Regions from separate parts of the Mus musculus genome. Here region 2 is linked to region 1. A link is a contact called in public HiChIP or PLAC-seq data. All regions are on one chromosome and are shown on one strand. Each heading gives the region's core, a stretch centred on a gene start, on an enhancer-like site or on the middle of the called end of the contact. The rest is flanking DNA. Distances are from core to core; before and after follow the strand shown. Region 1 has its middle 100 kb from the start of Gm33886. Region 2 overlaps Kcnmb2 (potassium large conductance calcium-activated channel, subfamily M, beta member 2).

Region 1 (2,700 bases), core at 160-2,659:
AGATGTCCCTTAACTGAAGAATGCATAAAGAAAATGTCGTATGATTACACAATGGAATTCTATTCAGCTATTAAAAACAAAGGCATTGTGAAAATATTCAGGCAAATGGATGGAATTGGAAAATATTATCCTGAGCAAGGACCCCAAACCCAGAAAGTACAAAACTGGACATTAAACATAAGGTACAGGATAACCATGCTACAATTCACAGACCCAAAGAAACCAACTAATAAGGAGGTCCCAAGGGAGGATATGTGAATCTTACTCTGAAGGGGAAACAAAAAATAGTCATTGGTGGTAGATGGAGAGAGGGAAACGGGTGGAAGAGGGGGTGAGTACGGTAACTGGGATGATGATCAGGTGTGGGGTGGGACTGTGGGAGAAGTCTGGGAATGAGAGTGGCAACAGATTGGGGCATCTCTGGGAGTAGCTAGAGACCTGGGATGGGGGAGGTTCCTGGGACTCTATGGGAGTGACCCTGGCTGAGACTTCTAGCAGTGGGGGAATATGGAGATTGAAGTGGCCACTTCCTATAGCCAGGTGGGACTTACAGTGGGGGGAGCAGGGCATCAATCCACCCACAAAACCTTTAACCCAAACTGTGTCCTGCCTATAAGATGCGCAGATCTAAAGATGAAGCAGAGATTGAGGGCCAGCCAATGACTGGCCCAACTTGAAACACAATCCCTTGTAAGACAGCCAATCCATGACATGGTTAATGATATTTTGCTGGGCTTACAGACAGAAGCCTAACAGAACCGTCTCCTGAAAGCAGATGCAGAGGCCCACAGGCAAACATCAAGCGGTGCTTGGGGAATCTTGTAATAGTGGGAGATAGAATTGAGTGAGCTGGTGGGATCAAAGACACCACAGAAAGCCTAAAGAGTCAACTAATCTGGGCCCGTAGGGGCTCACAGAGACTGAACCATCAACCAAAGAGCATTCAGGGGCTGGACCTAGTCACCTTACACATTTCTAACAGATGTGCAGCCTGGTCTTCATGTGGGTCCCCTAACAATTGGAGAGGGACCTGTCTCTGAGTCAGTTCCTGGCATTGGATCCTTTCTCCTAGATGGACTACCTGGGGGGAGGGGATGTTAATGGGAGAGGAGGAACTAGGGCCTATGGCAACTAGATGTCCCAGGTGGGGTGGTACCCACGGGTGCTTCCCCTTCTCTGAGGAGAATGGGAGGGAGTAATGGGGGAGGAGGAGGAGGAATTTGTAAGGGCGGGATTGCAGGAGAGGAGGAATCGGGAGGGGTACGATCTGCATGTAAAGTGAATACACAAAAAAGTAAATTTTAAAAAGCTTCAGTTTAAAAAATTTAAACCACCTTTAAGTGTTAGGTTTATCATTTTTGGCCCAAGGCTGACACCTTGTGGACATTTCCAGTAATTGTGAGCTTATTCTCTGTTCTCTGTACAGTGGTTACATCTAAGCAGGTGTACTGGCAATTTAAATTACAGAGAAACAAGCAAAGCAAAGGACAGTTAACTGAATTTTTAAAGCCTTGGGGGAACTTACTTCAGAATTTGATTTAAATTTACTTTTATTATTCACTTGCTTTTAGTGTTTGCCCAGACAAAAATATTAATTTATACTTTCTAGGTTCTGCTCAGATTGTTAAATTAACCAATTTCCAAATCAAAGGCTGTTTTCTTTCTGCTTCACTGTAGTATCGGTCCAGTTGTGTAGTCAATGACCAACTCTCTGAGAACTTCCCATCACCAATAGGCCTCAATGGGAATAAAGGCTATTAATGGCTACAAATGGATAAGAAGGGCCAGTGCTCACTGAAAAGCTAGAAGTCTTTGCTGGAAAATCTTTAATGTTTCCAGGCGGCAGAAGCTGAGGGTTAGGCAGGCTCATGGTCCTCATAAGCACAGGCCTGTCTGATGACCTTTGCTAAATATTTTTATGCATACTATATCTACCAACTTAATATAAATTCTTTGCTAGCAGATATAAACTACTTCCTAAAAATTGCCTTTATTGCAACTGCTGCCACCATGCTCCCTTTCCTAAAAACTCAATCTTTATTTTTTTAGTTTTTATTGGATATTTTCTTTACTTACATTTCAAATATTATCTCTTTTCCTGGTTTCAGCCTATCCCATCCTACCTCCCCCTGCTTCTATGAGAGTTTTCTTCCACCCACCCACCCCAAACCACCTCCCTGCCCTCAATTCCTCTACACTGGGGCATCTATCAAGCCTTCATAGGACCAAGGACCTCTCCTCCCACTGATGCATGACAAGGCCATCCTCTGCTACATATGCAGCTGGAGTCATGTGTACTCCTTTGTTTATGGCTTAGTCCCTGGGATCTCTGAGAGGGGTGGGGGGGGGTTCTGGTTGGTTGATATTGTTTTTCTTCCTGGGATTGCAAACCAAATCAACTCCTTTATTCCTTTCTCTCTAATTCCTCTATTGGGGACACTGGCTCAGTCCAATGGTTGGCTGTGAGCCTGCACCTCTCTGCATTTGTCAGGCTCTGGCAGGGCCTCTCAGGAGACAATCATATCAGGCTCCTTCCAGCATGCACTTCTTGGCATCCACAATAGTGTCTAGGTTTGGTAACTGTATATGGGATGGATCTCGGGAAAGCCTCTGGACGGCCAATCCTGTAGTCTCTTTTCTACACTTTAGCTCCATAATTGCTCCTGTGAGTATTTTGTTCTCCTTCTAAGAAAGACTGAG
Region 2 (2,700 bases), core at 59-2,558, 270 kb before region 1:
AGAAGATCTCAAACTAGGAGACTGAATTCTAATGCTGACATTATAAAGGGAAGTACTGGTAAAATAAACTTAACTGAAACATCTCCAAGCTTTGCTTCCTGTACACACACACACATACACACACACACACACACACACACACACACACACACACACACACCAGAAGGAAGCCATTGATAGCAACCTTGTCTCTAGGCCTCTGATTTCCTCTAGCTGACAAGTGTTCTGCATCTCAGGCCTCTTCTAGGTACCCGCAAAGAGTGCCCTCCAGTAAGGTTTTCTCCATCGTCTCTCACAATCCTGGTTCACCTCCCAGCTTGGAAGTGAGTAGCTCCGGGATTGTGTCAGGGACAAGAGCAGAGCTCCAGGGACGCTCTAAAGGAAATGTTCCCGGGCACCTCAAAAAGTCTGTAGCACCCAATTGGAATTCCAGAAAGGATTTTGACATGGGATTCCAGTTGCTTTACTAATAAAAGTGGTCAAAACTTTTTGCTTCTGGAATTGTGATGGAGATAAACAAGGTATATATGGAGCCGCTTAAATAAGCAATGCAAAAGAAAGCCCGGGAGAGGGCAAGCAAGACCAGAGCTGTTTGGATTAACATCAATGTGTCAGATTTTAATTTCTATTTAGAATATGTTGAACTTCTAACCTGCAATTCTGATAGTTTATTTGAAGTTATTGAACTTAACCAAATGAACAGCATAATATTTTAAAACATTCATATATATATATATCTGTCTCAGAAATTGTCCTTGCTGGTGGTTGTGTTAGAAACTTTTGCTATACAAACACCCATTTGTAGAGTAACCATTTTGGGTTACCCCAATTTATGCTATTGCCCTGCACTGTTAGCTAGCTTCAGAAAACTTGTACAAAATTAAACACAATCTTCTCCTGTTCATGCATGGAATCTAGGGTTCCCTGGTTCATGTATAGAATTCGGGGTTTCTTTTCCAGTTCTCATTCAAGCAGCCCCACATATGTCTTGTTCCATCCCTATCAGAATTGCAGAAGGAGAAAGTTTTGACCGTGTTTACAGGTGAAACAGCTAGGATTCCATGTCAAATTCCTTTCTGGGATTTGTATTGCGGGCTGCAGACTTTCTGAGGTGCCATAGATAAAAAGCAGTTTCTACCAGCAGCTCTTAATCCTCAGGCCAAGCCCTGGAAAGGCATGCTTCCTTCTTTTGTGGTTCAGTTGCAACACTTGTAGCCTATGTCTGAATGCTCAATTCAACACTTCTCAGTGCTGAAGACCAGGTGATTTTGCCAGGATGTCTGGAAAGCGGGAAGACTTGTTGCCTAGCAACCAGAAGCAGTCTCCGGCTTGGTGTTTGCAGCCCTCCTGACTTTTTAATACACTGAGCAGATGTTAAGCCTCCTGTTTGAATTTTAAAGGCATAAAACAGAGTAGTAAAAAGTGGAGACAGCATTTGCATTTGCAAACTAACAAATTGGCTTCAGCTCCAAATCTGGGAGTTTGCAGAGACTCATTTCCTTCATGTTGATTTTCCTTCTTCCTCCCTTAAATAGAACTTGTACAATGCTATTTTTGTTTCCTTTGACCTATGAGGGGAGTTAAGCTTCTTATAAACCAGCGGTGCTGGCTGAGAATGTTGGTAAGAAGGGCGTGGATAGAGGACAACACGAGAACATCATCCACTTCTTCGCTCACTATTTGCTCAGCGCTCCATTAACCGATGCCTTACTGCTTAGCAATTACGAGCCACACACCTGACAGACCTCATCCTCAATGACCACATTTGGAGTTACTTAACTTGTTACTAAGTTTCGATTTCTTTGTAAGGGGTAATAATAATGGGACCAATAACAGAGCCTGTTTTCCAGGAGCCTTGAGGGTAAGAATGAAGAGAGTAGGGGATGAAACCACCACAGCTGCTGGAAGAGAGAGCTCTTGGTGAACTGTGATGCTATTGCTGGCATTACCGTTGTTTATAAGGTCCATTCAATGACAGTGAGTGTGACCTCTGTAGTCAGACTATTCATATATCTTTAAGCAAGTTTTATAACTATTTAGTGGCTCAGTGTGTTTAGGCATAAGAAGAGATGACCAGTTGGTGGCATTGTCATGAGAATTAAATTGAGAAGGTTGTTCTTTCAGCAGCTAACCCAATACTACGCACATGGTATTAGAGCTTAAAGATGTTGGCTGCTGTCATGGGCATCATCATTATCCACCACTGCCCACAGAGTTACCAAGATGAGCAAATTATGCTCCTGTCTCCAAGAAGTCCAGTGGAAATACAGGCACCTTGGGATCATATCTAGCTCAGGGAACTAGGATGTGCCTACGTGCAGGAAGCCAGAAGCTCTGAACAGAAGATTATAGACACCCCAGAAGAGGCGTAGCCCTCCTCACACAGCCAATGGGAACTATAGTTTGGTGAAACAGTTGACTTTCATATTAAAATTTCAGGACACAGTGTTTCATGAACTGAGCAGCAACCAACAGGGAGCAGTTTGGAGCACTACCAAAGCAGCACACAAAGAAGACGTTTATGGGACAGATGCTGATGACTGGCTAAACTTGTGCAGACTATCATAGAGGGAGAACTCAAGACAGCTGATCCAAGACCTTGTCACCTGCTCAAAATATGCTAAACTTCAGTTCCATTTTAACTAGCCACTTACAGAAGTCAAGTATGAGCTGGTTTCTATGTGCTTAGGAGGACCCAGG

The links. HiChIP or PLAC-seq counts read pairs in DNA pulled down with a chosen protein or histone mark.
Region 2: a contact with region 1 is called in an H3K27ac HiChIP or PLAC-seq map of SST interneurons, with 4 times the contacts expected there. The contact joins two enhancer-like sites. A contact is called at or near these places in 5 of 484 Hi-C or Micro-C datasets (cerebral cortex, cortical neurons, embryonic stem cells and 2 more) and 2 of 115 datasets of contacts at active chromatin or transcription factors (SST interneurons and VIP interneurons).

Annotation. Positions count from the first base shown.
Region 1 is chr3:31,789,205-31,791,904 of GRCm38.p6, reverse strand. No RefSeq gene overlaps it. Among named protein-coding and RNA genes, the nearest start is that of Gm33886, 100 kb to the right of the region's middle. Within about 2 kb of position 1,409, at least 3 of the 459 cell types and tissues checked have an H3K27ac peak or open chromatin away from gene starts, as enhancers often do. A contact at or near this core is called in SST interneurons, where this site is marked.
Region 2 is chr3:32,059,064-32,061,763 of GRCm38.p6, reverse strand. The region is part of intron 2 of Kcnmb2 (potassium large conductance calcium-activated channel, subfamily M, beta member 2); the gene reads right to left. Among named protein-coding and RNA genes, the nearest start is that of Kcnmb2, 160 kb to the right of the region's middle. Within about 2 kb of position 1,308, at least 27 of the 459 cell types and tissues checked have an H3K27ac peak or open chromatin away from gene starts, as enhancers often do. A contact at or near this core is called in SST interneurons, where this site is marked.